Linked DNA regions of Mus musculus: regions 1 and 3 are each linked to region 2. The links are chromatin contacts, called in public promoter capture Hi-C maps. All regions are on one chromosome and are shown on one strand. Each heading gives the region's core, a stretch centred on a gene start, on an enhancer-like site or on the middle of the called end of the contact. The rest is flanking DNA. Distances are from core to core; before and after follow the strand shown. Region 1 holds the start of Ccdc189 (coiled-coil domain containing 189). Region 2 holds the start of Doc2a (double C2, alpha). Region 3 holds the start of Fbrs (fibrosin).

Region 1 (3,965 bases), core at 87-2,586, 740 kb before region 2:
AGAACATAAGCTCCCCAGGGCCCTGGTCCTACCCCTCAGATCTGATGTCCCTGGGTCTGGTCGAGGGATCACATCACGGGTCAGGCCCTCTTGGCACCCAGGCACCTCTGTCCCTGAAGACAGTTCCCTCTGGTTCTCGTAGCACTGGAGGAGGGCTTCTACAGTTTCATCCAGCTGAAAGAAGAAAGAACAAGAGGTTAGGAATGCCTCAGGGCTTCTCCCAGTAGGACGCTCGCTCTTCAGGCATCCACCTGGGCCCAGTAGCGGTTGACGATGAGGAGTGTGGCATCATCAGTGGCCTGCCTCTTCTCCAATTTCTCAATTCTCTCCCGGAGCTCATCCTCGCAGGCTTGCCGCTGCTCCAACCGCTCCGCCAGCTTCTTGTTCTTGAACTGCAGTACCTTGGAATCCATCTCCTCCTACCAGAAGGGAAGAGGCAGAGTGTCGGGCAGGACCCTGAACCATCACTGACACACAATAGGACAAGGATTAGACTGAAAGGGGAGAGGTATATAGCAAGGCTCAGACACTTGCAAAGAGAATATGCTAGTCATGAGAGCTTCACATTCCGTTCCTGCCCCTACCTGTTTCCAACTCAGACACATCACACAGGACTTACGGGAACATATGTGCGCATAAGTAAAAGGCCAGAAGGGACTCCGTAAAGTTGTTCTCTGATCACATTCACGCCGTTGGCACACCCACCCTCACCACCCGGTTTGTGTATATACACACGAGCACACACAAGATTCCAAACACTTTGGGCGCAGGCCAAATGTGACTTTCGCAAAAGCCCACCAACCGTGGAAGAAATGCCGCCGAGACGAATGGGTTCGATTAGAGTGGTCGTGGTCTTCTCCTCGCGGTTCATCTTCTTCTCTGGGGGTCCTGAGCCCCCGTCGCCGGCGGCGCGCTTGTTGCTGAGGCCAGACATAGCGGCGGTGGCGGAGGGGCAACTCAGGGCTCTCCGGGGCTGGCAGGCGGGTGGAGGCGGCACTTCCGTCACCTGCAGAAAACAGAGAGCTGAGCTGTGGATGCGTCTGGAGCTCCGCAGTCCTGAGCGTCCCCCTGGACATATCTCCCGGACCCCGCCCCCGCCGGACGGGGGTCCGCACTTACCGTAGGGTCAGCCAAGCGCCACCATCTTGGATTTCACCGGACGTCACCGGCCGCCAGACGCACAGCGCAGGCGTCAGAGCCGCTCCGGATGTGGCGAAACTTATTTCCTGTTTCTATTGGTAGCTCTTGGTTCCTCCTCTCGAGTCTTTTAGTCCCACCCCTCCAACCCCGCGACGGACTGTATTTCTCTTAATGATTGGCCAGCAGGCGGTTCCCATAGTTACTGACCCCGCAGTTGCACTAGGAGATGGAGGGGTGGAGCCTTTGCTGCTGTTCGGGGTACTCGGTACACGACCCCTTGTAACTCCAGATCCAGAGGATCCGTCATCCTCTCCTGGCCTCCGCGGAGCCCTCCCGAACATCCTGTACATATGTGCGCACACGCACGCACAAACACAATCTTTTAAAGATTTAAATTAAATCTTTAAAAAGACCGACCCTCAAAAGCACCCTTACAAGCAACTTCTAAGAGGCACGTGCAACTCGTTACGCATGCGCTCTATCTTTTCAATGATTGGCGTGGGCTTGTACTTTCTACTTTCCTTAACAACGGTCACCGGGGAGACAAGTTGGGAAGACGCCCTCTGCGGATTGGCTGCCTCTCGCTTCACCGCCTCTGAAGAAACACTAGAAGGGGCAGGACCGGGCTTTGCAGTGGGAGAGCTGGCTGTCCCAGAGCCCAGGCTGGAGAGCCCTTGACTGAGGCTAAGAAGGACGAAGAGATGATTACCCCCAGTTCCAGCCAGAGCCTGGGAATGAAGGTGCAGATGGAGTCGGAACAATCTCCCAAATTGCAGGAGGAACTGGACAGGAGTCCCAGCTCGGTGGACGGCTCGGCCATAAGGAACGGAACAGACATGCAGACCGAGTCGCCCGCAGAAGCCACTAGTAGCCCTGTGGAAGTGGCTGAAGATCCTGGAGCCAACTTGTTCCCGGTGAGGGCGGGACAGAGTTGTCCTCTAGTGAATACTTAGGTTTCCCAAAAAAGGTGCCGCCAGTCATTACGTTTATCAACATTAGGGAATTTCCTGGAGTTGCTTTGATTGTAAATAGGCTGCTAAATAGTATTTCGAGCCCACCGAAGCCCGGTTTTACCTATTTTGCTATAGTTAAAATTATAGCACACTCAGACCTGCTAGAAATTCATGAGGTACTAGGGACTAGGGGATACATACTGTCGTATCTATTTGTCCCATAATCTGTCTTCTCTCCGCAGCCACCACTACCCCAGCCCCGGATCTGTATGTGGTGAGTGTGGAGAGCCCAGGGGAAAAGTTACACTTCTCATTTGTATTACTCCTGTAAGGTGTCCTCAACAGTCCTGTCCAGCCAGGGCTCTCCAGTTTTACAAAGATGAGACTGAGAAGTGCTCAAGGTAACGAGTCACCAGCGTGCCAGGTGCCTCAGTGTAAAGTGGCGGTGTGAGAAGGGAGGCAAAGGCAGGAATGTACACAGCTGCAATGATGGAGCACTGTGCACACCGATGCCAAGGCCCAGGGGACTTCATCAAGGTCACACAGAGCAAGACAAGGACTCAAAGTTGTTTTTTGGGGGGTTTTCAAGACATTGTTTCTCCTTGTAGCTTTGGCTATCCTGAAACTCACTCTGTAGACCAGGCTGGCCTCAAACTCAAGAGATCCGCCTGCCTCTGCCTCACAGTGCTGGGTACAGTGAGTGTACCACCACTACCTGGCACAACTCTTTTCTAATCAGTGGGTTTATAAATAAAAAAAAAATCTGCTAAATCTACAGACTGGATTCTAGACCATGATGTTCCCCGTTGACAGTGAAATGATTTGCTAAAGGTTCCTTAGCAAGTTCGCCAAGTCTCAGCTCCTGATCCCCACTGAAACTCTCCAAGTTGCAGCCCCATCGGGGAAGTTGTATGAACCACCAGTGATTTGTCTCATCTTTTCCTGACAGGAAATACCTGGACATCCATTCTATGCACAGACTGGAGAAGGCAGCCACTGTGGAAAAGATGAGAGAGTATGGGTTTGAGTTGGGCGAGACTGAACTCTTGGGAGGGGAGACACAAGAAATGACAAACTTTAAAGTATAGAGTGAGTGTCAGGCAATGGAGACGAGAAGAGGCTTGTGTTCAGGGCTGCAGAGGCAGCTCAGCCATTAACAGCAATGGCTGTTCTTCCAGAGGACCCAGGTTTGGTTCCCAGCATCCACATAGTCTATAACTCAAGTTCCAGAGGATCCAATACCTTCTTCTGGTCTCCATGGGTACCAGAAAAGCATGTGTTGCACATATACAGGGAAACTACCCATATAATAGAAATAAATCCTAAGGTGAGGTGGGGGGCGGGCGAACCCCTGCTGTCTGTCACTCATGCCTCTTCCACCCCCCCCCCCAAGGGTTCTTGCTGAGCTCTTGGAGCTTGGCTTTCCTGAGCAGAGCCTGCGGGATGCCATTATCTTGGACCTCTTCTCCCACGCACTTATCTTCTGCCGCCAGCAGGGCTTTTCACCAGAGCAGACATCAGCAGCCTGTGCCATGCTCCAAGATCTTCACAAGGCCTGTGTTGGTGAGGAGAGGGAGGTAGCCACCAAAAGGTTTGAGCCCTAGGAGAGGAGGCTGGGCTGGCAGAAGTGACCGTGGAGAACTAAAGTAGGGAACCTGCAGTCTGGGATTTGTGTTCCACCATAGGTGGTATTAATGTACCACATTTATCACCTTTGAGAGCTTCCCTTATTAAGAAATGAAACACATAGTACTAATATTATGGGTCTGTTCTGAGAAGTATCTAAATAGGGGGCTGGGGATATAGCCCACTTAGTAGAGTGCTTGCCTAAGTACAAAATCCTGGGTTCACTTCCAACCCTGTGTACTCAAG
Region 2 (4,369 bases), core at 783-3,282:
ACCAAGCCGGTCCTGGAAGGAGACATACCTTGCAGGCTCCTGGCAGGAGGTGAAGCTTTACATAGGGGTCAGCCAGGCCATTGAAATCCATGGGCTTGAGGCCCTGGAGGACAGGATGCAAAGGGGACTTTAGACCCCCAAGCCTTTCTCCCGCCTCCTGCAGGACTAGATTCCCCACAGAGTACAGTTCCAGAGATGCAGAAGGAGCAGGAAGGAGTACCTCTGATTGGGGGGAAGATGGAACCTCTCCCCAAGGGTGACAGCCTAGGAAGGAGGGATACACACCTTGGCCCTGAGGATTCTACAGTGCAGCATGCAGGAAGCCTGATCATAGAGAAGGTCAAATTCCAGTGTGCCCAGGGCGGCTGCAGAAAAAGGGCAAGGAGAGAGAGAGAAGGTAGTATGAGTCTTTGGTCCAGGTCAAGGTGTGAGACCTGGTGGCTAAAAGGATGTGTCCACATCTCTGCTGGCCTGCCAGTGTATGTGCAGGAGGCTGAGCAGCCATGTGCATGCCTGCGTCTAGGTCCCTGGCTCGGCCGCAACTGTCTGTGTGGGTGGTGGAGTGTCTCAGCAGAAATATTGAATATTGAGCCTTGCTGAAGCTGTAATCTGCACCCAGACTGCAGCTGTGGTGGCGGGACTGCCCTCCCTCCTCCCCATCCTCCACGCACACATTCAGGAGGCTGCTCTCTCCCACAAGCTCACTGAGCCCCCAGACTCACTGGTATCATCCGAGTCGTAGCTGTCTACCTCAGCTCCATCGTCGGGTGTAGTGGCCCCAAGGAGAGCCGCAGGGGGGGCCAGAGCCAGAGGGGCCAGATGAGCTGGGGCTTCCCCGCAGCCCGTGCCACCGCCGCCGCCGCCACCCTCTGGTCCTGGCCCCCTGCGAGGGAAGTAGTCGGAGATCTGGCGGATGGGCCTGATGGGTCCAGGGCACACGTTGATGGCCATGTGCTCCTGGATGTTGATGGTCATGCGATCGCCCCTGCGGCCCCTCATGCAGCACCTCTGACTGGGAGACGGGTGTAGAGCTGGAGTGGCCGGCTGGGGTCTGTAGGAACCTCACTGCCCTCCCTTCCTGGGTGTCGAGGGAAAAGATGATCTGCGCTGGCTGGTGGGCAGGCAGGAGGCCTGGCTTCACAAAGGGCTGGGTGGGTTGCCAGATCAGTCCTAAAGCAGACAGGTCGTGACTCCCCCTTAACCCTGCTCACTACCTGCACATTGTCCCTCTGTCACCTTTCCAGGGTTTTCCTCTCATCCTGGGCTCTCCCTCTGTCCCCATCCCCTCAAGTCCTCCAGGGACCCCACAGCTTCCCTCCTTTGCTGCTTGCTCTGAAGCTCTGGCCATCTTCTGCACCAGGCGCGGGGCTGGCCAGGGTGTCACCCACCCCTCTAGGCTTCTCTTCACTCAGCCCAAGCTTCTGCCTGCCTGCCTGCCTGCCTGCCTATCCCTAACCCGGGTCATCCGTTCTCCCAAGGTAGGGACCCCCTGCCTCGTTTTCTCCGCCTCTCACCCTCACCCGCGCTCCCCTGGCCAGTCCAGCCCCCGCACCTGTCCCTGAGCCTCCAACAGGTGCCCGGCACGGGCGGCCCGTGGGCGCAGGCTGGGCGGCGGCGGCGACTGCGGCGCGGCGGGCGAGGACCGAGCGAGAAGCGGCGCGGGGCGGGAGTGGCGGGAGCTGCTGCGGGCGGCCGGGAGGGGCGCGGGGCGCAGAGGGCCAGACACGGGCCCCAGAACGCACGCGAGTGCACACTCGACACGTGTGCTCGTGCTCACGCCCGCCCGTGAGCCTTGGGCCAGCTCACACGCGTGCACACTCACCCGAGAACTTGGCGTGCACCTCCGCGAGAGGCGCCCGGTGTTCCCCAGCTCCTCCCGGGAGACCCAGGCCCCCGCCCCGCCGCGCAGCCCTGGCGCCTCCCGCTGCCCCGCCTCTCGCCTTCGCTGGCTCCCAGGGCTCCAGGGCCCGACCACCCGGCCTGGTTGCCATAGCGACGCTGGTTTCCACTCACACCCCCATCCTAGAAAGCACCAGAGGGGAAAGGAAAGGGCAGCTGTCCTACCCCTGGGTGTCCGTGGGTGTGGCTTAGAGATCCGCAGTGACCTAGGGACCCGCCGGCGAAAGAGGAGAGACCTGCTCCTGCCGCTCTGGGGAACCACATTCGGAAGAAGACTGGCTTTCCCATCCCTCCTTCCATCTTGTGATTCAACTCAGCCCTTAGAACCTAGGTCTCTTTATCAGACCCACATCTCCCACCACCCTCTGTCATCTCCAGTTCTGTCCCTCGAACCTTCAGTTACCACGAACTGCCTCCTGCCTCTCGCCACTAGCCTTCTGTCTTGTTTTTTAAATATCTTAATGGGCATTAGCCAGATGGGAAGCTTGGGTTGGCCTTGAACTCCTGACTCTCCTACCTCACTGGGATTACAGGCTGTGTGCTAACAGGAGGCTTCAACCCTAACCTTTGATTTTCTTGCGTCCTGAACTTACCTCCTGGAAAGACCAAATCCTCAGAGAGGCCCTTCAAGCCAAGAATCCCCTGGCCACAGCTGGCAAGTAACCTTCAGTTTCAGAGCATTGCCGCCACCTCTAGGATCCTTTGCTCCTGAAAACTGCCTTCCGGGTCATTACAGTCACCTGATCCTAGCAGTCTTCTGGAGTGCACACACACACACTCACACACACACACACACACACACACACACACACACACACTTATATCTCTCTATATTCCTCTATCCATAACCCTTAGACTCAGCTCTGATGACAGTTTAAATCTCCCTGTTTACAGCCGGGGAGTTGCGGCAGAGAACAGGGGCTGATTCATCTCGGACCGGCCTGACACTAAGTCAGCCTCACTAAATATTGGGACTCAACAGAGAAATTCTTCTGCCCAACATGTGACTATGCTTAATACTGACTAACTGTACACTTGAACATTGTCCAGGCCTGCGGCCCCTGGTACAGTGTATGATCCCTAACACCAAATAAAAAAGATAACATGGGCTGGGCATAGTGGCACACAATTTTAATCCCAGAACTCGGGAGGCAGAAGCAGGCGGATCTCTGAGTTCGATACCAGCCTGGTCTACAGAGTGAGTTCCAGAACAGCCAGGGCTACACAGAGAAACTGTCTCTGGAAAAAAAAAAGAAAGAAAGAAAAAGAAAAGATAACATGGTAGTCGTTACATGTAAATTTTACATGTTTGTATTTTAAAACTTTTTTAAAAGAATACTATAAAGTCACATTATATAACACAATACCAGTCACCTATGAAATGGGCAAAATTCAAGTCTCAGCACTCTTAACTTACTAATTAAATGAGTTAATGGCACTGCTGGTGCAACTGGTCTGACACTGGATCACAAATACACATGCTCTTTGGAACTCCAGCTCCGACCTTATCCTAGCAATATACCCAGCAATATACACAATAATAGTTCAAGATTCTTACCTACAACTTTTTTTTTTTTTGAGATAGGGTATCTCAGTATAGTCCTGGTTGTTCTGGAACTCACCGTGCTTTTAGACCAGGCTGACCTCGAACTCAGATCCACCTGTCTCTGCCTCCCGAGTCCTAGTATTAAAGCCATGCACCACCACCAACTGGCTTACCTACAACTGCTAAAAAGAAAACAAATGAAATGTTCATGAATGGGAGGCTGGTTAAATCAGCTATGACATAATTTCCCATATCAAAATAGTATATAGCCATGAAAAATGAGGCTTCTGAGATACACACACACACAGTTGTCTTCATCTTCTCTCTTTCGCTTAAACCAAGATGCAGAGTGCATAGCAGCCCATGGGAATGCTGCTGTTTGAATGAGGGGAAGACCTCACACATGTTTAATTGTTCATGTATTATTTCCAGAAGACTGCACAAGAAAATGGTAACTATGGTGACCGCTAAAGAGTGAGGTTGCTGTGGAACAGGGAAGGGCAAGCATAGGAAAGATTTGGCCTCCAACATACAACTTTCTGTATGGTTTTTCCTTTGAGATGGGGCCTCACTATGTAACCCTGGCTGGCCTGGAACTCACTGTGTAAACCAGGCTGCCATCAGAGATCTGTGTGCCTCTGACCGTAGGTACTGGGAATAAAGGTGTGAGCCATCGCATCCGCATGCTTCTGAATTGTGCCATGTGTCTGTACCCCTTCCAAAGAGCACACTCAAATCACAAACATTTGAGGGTGTGAGGTGACTCAGATGGTAATGGCACTCGACACACAAACCTGAGTTTGCTTCTAGGACATAACATGGTAGAAGGAAGGAGCGAATTCCTACAAGTTGTCTTCTGGCTTCTACATGTGGGACATGGGAAACACTTACACAAATCAATAAATATTGAAAAGGATTACAGTC
Region 3 (4,267 bases), core at 506-3,005, 630 kb before region 2:
TTACTATTTTCCTAATACTCTAGGTTCTCAAATCTTAAAACTGTATTCAAAACAACTTTTCCTCACTTCTTTCCTCAGCAAACTTCTGACTACACTGGGGCCCAAGACGTTCTAGGGGGCTTTCCCTAACCGCAACCCTCTGCCCATCCCCCAGACAGAATGAGTGGCTTCCTCATGTGGGTTTCTGTAGCACTTTGCCTAGATCTCTCCCAGATCACTGCCTTACACAGCTGCTCAAGCTAGTCTAGGTGCTTGCTTTTTGGCTGTTTCTTTCCCCTTAGGCTGCCACCAGCTAGAGGAAAGGACAGGACATCTCTTATTTATAATTCAGCTGTCTTTGATGTATCTCTTGAATTATCAGCTTGTTAGTAGTATACATAGCACAAGCAAAAGCAAGTGAGTTTGACTCTAGTTAGGTCCTTCAGACCTGGATTGGAGATGGGGCTGCTGTCCAATTTGTTCTGCCTTCCCCTGTGCTCCTAGACACTAGGATTACTGCTGGGATCGGCAGTTGTGATGCTCGTGGGAAGTCAGTCTACAGGAATGATATATTCCGACTGAACAAATTGGAAGGACTGGAATCTGGGACATGCTCACCTCTTTCCTTCTTCGCTTATTGGGCCATTTACGGGGCCTATCCCCAGAGGGTCGGCCAGGCTCACGGTCTGAGCTGTCCCCTGGTTCCCCAGTGGCCCCACTGGAGCCCCCCCTCTTCCGTTTCCCAGAATGCTTCAGCCGATGTTCCAGTCGTTCTGGGGGCTGAAGAGATGCATCCTTCTGTAGAAGAGGTGGTGGAAATGTGGTTGGAGAAAGAAAAGCTCCTTAACTCTCTAAGGGTGACCAAGTTACTCAAGTGCCTCTCAAGCAGGGGAACCTAGGTAGTCCCCAGACACTAGCTCTACCTCCTCCCACCCCAGGGTGGGGCAGAAACCCGGCAAGAGGAGCCGGTTGCTCTGGTTTGGGGTGTCACCACTGCCCCCTCAACCCCATCCTCTGTAAGGGCTATACCCTTCTCTCTGCCCTTCTGACCCACCTCCCAAAGACCCCCAAATCCCATTAGGGCACACCTGCAAGGCCTCAAGGCTGGCAAAGCTAGCGATGGCAAAACCATCGATCAGGTCTTCCTCCTCTTCCTCCTCCTCAGGCTCCTCCTCGGCTTCTCCGTCGTCTGCGCCCCCCTCTTCCTCCTCGTCCTCTTCCTCTCCGCGGCTGCCCGAACCGGCAGGCCGCTTCCGAGCTCGCGGTCTCGGGGGTCGAGGCCTGGGTCGGGGCCGCCGCCGTCGTAGGCCCCCAGGCCGCTCTCCAGATGAAGCTGACGACCAGGGACGGGCGGGCGGCGGCGGTGACGAGGAGGATGAAGAGCCTCGCGGGGCGGCCAACAAGGCCCGGGGCGCGTCACCGCCTGGACCTCGGCGGCGCCGCTGCTCCCGATCACGGTCTCGCCGCGAGCAGCGTCTCCGTCGCCGCTCCCCTTCAGCTGCCCAGCCCGGGCCTGGGGCCGCGGCCGTCTCCATGGTGACGGCCCTCAGCGCCGCATCCGGAGGCGGCGGGGCCCGAAGCGGCCTGTCCACAGGCCCCGGGTCGCGAGCGCGGCGCTGGCGCTTGCACAGGGACGGGAGAGCTCCGGCTTCCTCTTTAAAACAGGATCCGCTGGCCTCTGGCTTGCCCCAAGGCCAAGGCCCAGAGAGCCGGCGCCGCCCCCGGGGCGACAAGCCTGAAGGCCCCCCCTGTAGGGCTGGCGGGGCCGCGACGACTAAAACTGGGCGGCCGTCCCTTTAAGGCGAGGCCTCAAATTGTCCAGCCCCCGGCCCCTTTAAGACGACTCCACCGTGTCCGGCTGGTCTAGTGCGGTGGCGGCCCCGTGCCAGGGGTCGAGGCAAGTCTCCCAGAGGAAGAGGAAGGACCACCCCTTTAAAAGGGGCGGAAAGCACGACTTCCCCTTTAAAAGTGTCTCAAGTCCTCCGGCTGAAAGAGGCCACCCCTTTAAAGAGTCCAGAGGCCTTCAAACAGCGAGTCGTCCCTTTTTAGAGAGCGTAGCTAAGTTTCTAGCCCTTCACAGGCTGTCACTTCCCCTTTAAGATGAATTTAATGAACTTCTTGCGTGGGGCAGGAGGTAGGAAAACTCCACTTGCCCCAATTCTTCCAGCAGGAGTTGTTTGTCAGCTTCTGCTGTCCCCTTTAAGACTGGCGTTGGAGTCGGCCGAGTTCGGTACCCACCCCTTTAAGGAGATTTAACGAGGTCTCCGCCTCCCGTAGCCTTGAAAGGTGCAAGGGGGCGGAGCCTGCCGTCCAAAGTCCCGGATGTGAGGCAACGGTGACGGATAGAGCTTCTCTCTCTGTCCTCCGACATAAAAGACTCTTCCTCCTTTCCTCCGTTCCTAACCGGCTTGTAGCTAGAAGGATCCGGAAAGGCCACTGGACAGTGAGGAACTCCGCCGTATCCTCCTGTTGTCTTCTTCGGCGTCTACGGCTCTTCTCCACCAGAACTTCCCTGCCCCTCCTCCCTCTTCCTCCTCAGCCAACGCCTCCTTCCTCTCTCCGCCTCCTTCCCCCTCCCTCCGAGGCTCAGTCGTTTATAGGTTGGCAAGTAAACGTCAATGCAAAGGGCGGAGTCAAAGTCGCCGGAGTGCCGGACGTAACAGCCTTCAAATGTGGGATTGGGTTGTCAGGTTAGCCCCGCCCTCCCCAGGTCTTGTGACTGGACTGGTCCGAAGTAGGTGTTTGGAGCAGTTCCTTAGGCCACCCGCCTCTTCCTGCTCTCTGTTTATTGGCCATCTACTGAGAGACAGTGCGAGGCACTGGGAGGTGGTGCCTGGAGTGGTAGGCAGCAGGCCACTGGTAGGCGTTAGGCTGTCCTAGGTGCGCTTTTCTGGTGTGTAGTGGCTGCCTTTTTGCCTGTTGGTATTTCGCGCAAGCGCATGGCGCTAATGCCTTCTGCCCGTCTTTGGGCGGATCTGTCTACCGTGGCGTCTCAGAAAACCCAAGCACGATCCGCGAGAGTCAGAGGTGGGGCGGAGACCAAGCTCCCAGTGGCCGTCCCTTCCTGTGCTCAACAATAATAAACACTTTGCACTCCAGTGCGAAGTACTCTCTCACATTAATTCACTTGGTAATGAGTTCCGAGGTAAATATTTGCTCTCCGATCCATTTTACCAAAGGTATCTGTATACAAACTGCCAGGATTCTAGCTCCAGAGTGAAGGTCCTGGCCACTGTGCCACCAACTGCAGCACTTAGGTTGTACCACTCTGATCTGATTGTTTAATGTATCATTAGTGTGTGGGCATGATGTATGTGAGGGTGCGAGTGCCATTAGATGTATGTTGAGACGAGAGGACAACTTTGTAGAGTCTTCAACATGTTCATGGGTTTTGGGGATCAAACTCTGGTTACTAAGCTTATGTATGTACCAAGCGCTTTTTCAGTGGAGCCATCTCACTGGCCCTGGCTGTTCTTTTAATGTGGACATTTCCTTGACAACCCTTGTTTTCTTGTCGATATAAAATAGTGATAAATTCCCTAACAGACTTTGTGCCGGTCGACTCTCTATGATAGATTGTCCTAAGTTGGCGATGGCAGCATTTGGGAGGAGTAAATAACATCTTCAAGGCCTTAACCTGTTCCAAGGCCTTTTCATTCTATGATGTAAGAGTTGTGTATCCATGGTATACATAGCACCACATAAAGCAGCTCTCAAGTGTCATCTCTGGACTGGGGATGGAGCTCAGAGGTAGTATATACAAGATTCTAGGTTTGATCCCCCAGCCCTGCCAGTGGATGAGAGTGGGGTGGGCAATTTCCAGTGACCACTGCATTTTTTCTTTTTTTTTTGCAACCCTTTTTTTCTCTGCTACTATCTCCTGTTTTCTAGTCCTTTGGTGACCAACATAAAAACATCAGCTCATTTAATTAATTGATTTCAAACTCTGCTGGAGGCACAAAGGAGTCAGAAACATATATTGAAAACTTTATAGAAATATAGAGAAAAAAAATACAATTGATTCAGAGATTTCTCCCCTACCTAAAGGACGGATGGACAAATAGTTGGAGCTCCTAGAGGTGACAAGGGTGTTCCTTATCTGTCTCCTCCTCCAGGAGCAAGGCATCTAGCTCCCTCAGCCTTTCTTGCAGTAGAGACCCCACATCCTGGCTGGGTGCCAGGTTGGGAGTAAGGGTTCTGCTTGCTGCGGTGCGGACCCCTCGTGATGGTCGCCGGGATCGAGGAAGGCTACTGTCCCGAAATTCTACTGCCCTTCGGAGCTTCCTAG

Evidence for each region. Promoter capture Hi-C pulls out the DNA fragments that hold promoters and counts their contacts. Capture Hi-C pulls out chosen DNA fragments and counts their contacts.
Region 1: a promoter capture Hi-C map of adipose tissue shows a contact between it and region 2. The contact joins the promoter of Ccdc189 here to the promoter of Doc2a in region 2. A contact is called at or near these places in 2 of 39 promoter capture datasets (liver and pre-B cells), 4 of 115 datasets of contacts at active chromatin or transcription factors (large pre-B cells, microglia, pro-B cells and 1 more) and 2 of 9 other capture datasets (adipose tissue and liver).
Region 3: a contact with region 2 is called in a promoter capture Hi-C map of hippocampal neurons, with 2.5 times the contacts expected there. The contact joins the promoter of Fbrs here to the promoter of Doc2a in region 2. A contact is called at or near these places in 1 of 39 promoter capture datasets (hippocampal neurons), 6 of 115 datasets of contacts at active chromatin or transcription factors (bone marrow-derived dendritic cells, double positive thymocytes, embryonic stem cells and 3 more) and 1 of 9 other capture datasets (pancreatic islet).

Annotation. Positions count from the first base shown.
Region 1 is chr7:127,585,966-127,589,930 of GRCm38.p6, reverse strand. Ccdc189 (coiled-coil domain containing 189) reads left to right here and starts at 1,336. Exons shown (of 9, transcript NM_001033040.3): 1 at 1,336-2,054; 2 at 2,336-2,367; 3 at 3,043-3,108; 4 at 3,487-3,656. The coding sequence starts at 1,842. Rnf40 (ring finger protein 40) reads right to left here and starts at 1,233. Exons shown (of 20, transcript NM_172281.2): 1 at 1,120-1,233; 2 at 803-1,006; 3 at 252-419; 4 at 33-174. The coding sequence starts at 934.
Region 2 is chr7:126,845,216-126,849,584 of GRCm38.p6, reverse strand. It overlaps Doc2a (double C2, alpha), which reads right to left and starts at 2,032. Exons shown (of 11, transcript NM_010069.1): 1 at 1,553-2,032; 2 at 723-1,170; 3 at 286-365; 4 at 29-103. The coding sequence starts at 999.
Region 3 is chr7:127,476,446-127,480,712 of GRCm38.p6, reverse strand. It overlaps Fbrs (fibrosin), which reads right to left and starts at 1,755. Exons shown (of 18, transcript NM_010183.2): 1 at 1,068-1,755; 2 at 598-777. The coding sequence starts at 1,514. Prr14 (proline rich 14) reads right to left here. Exons shown (of 11, transcript NM_145589.2): 11 at 3,955-4,267. The coding sequence ends at 4,053.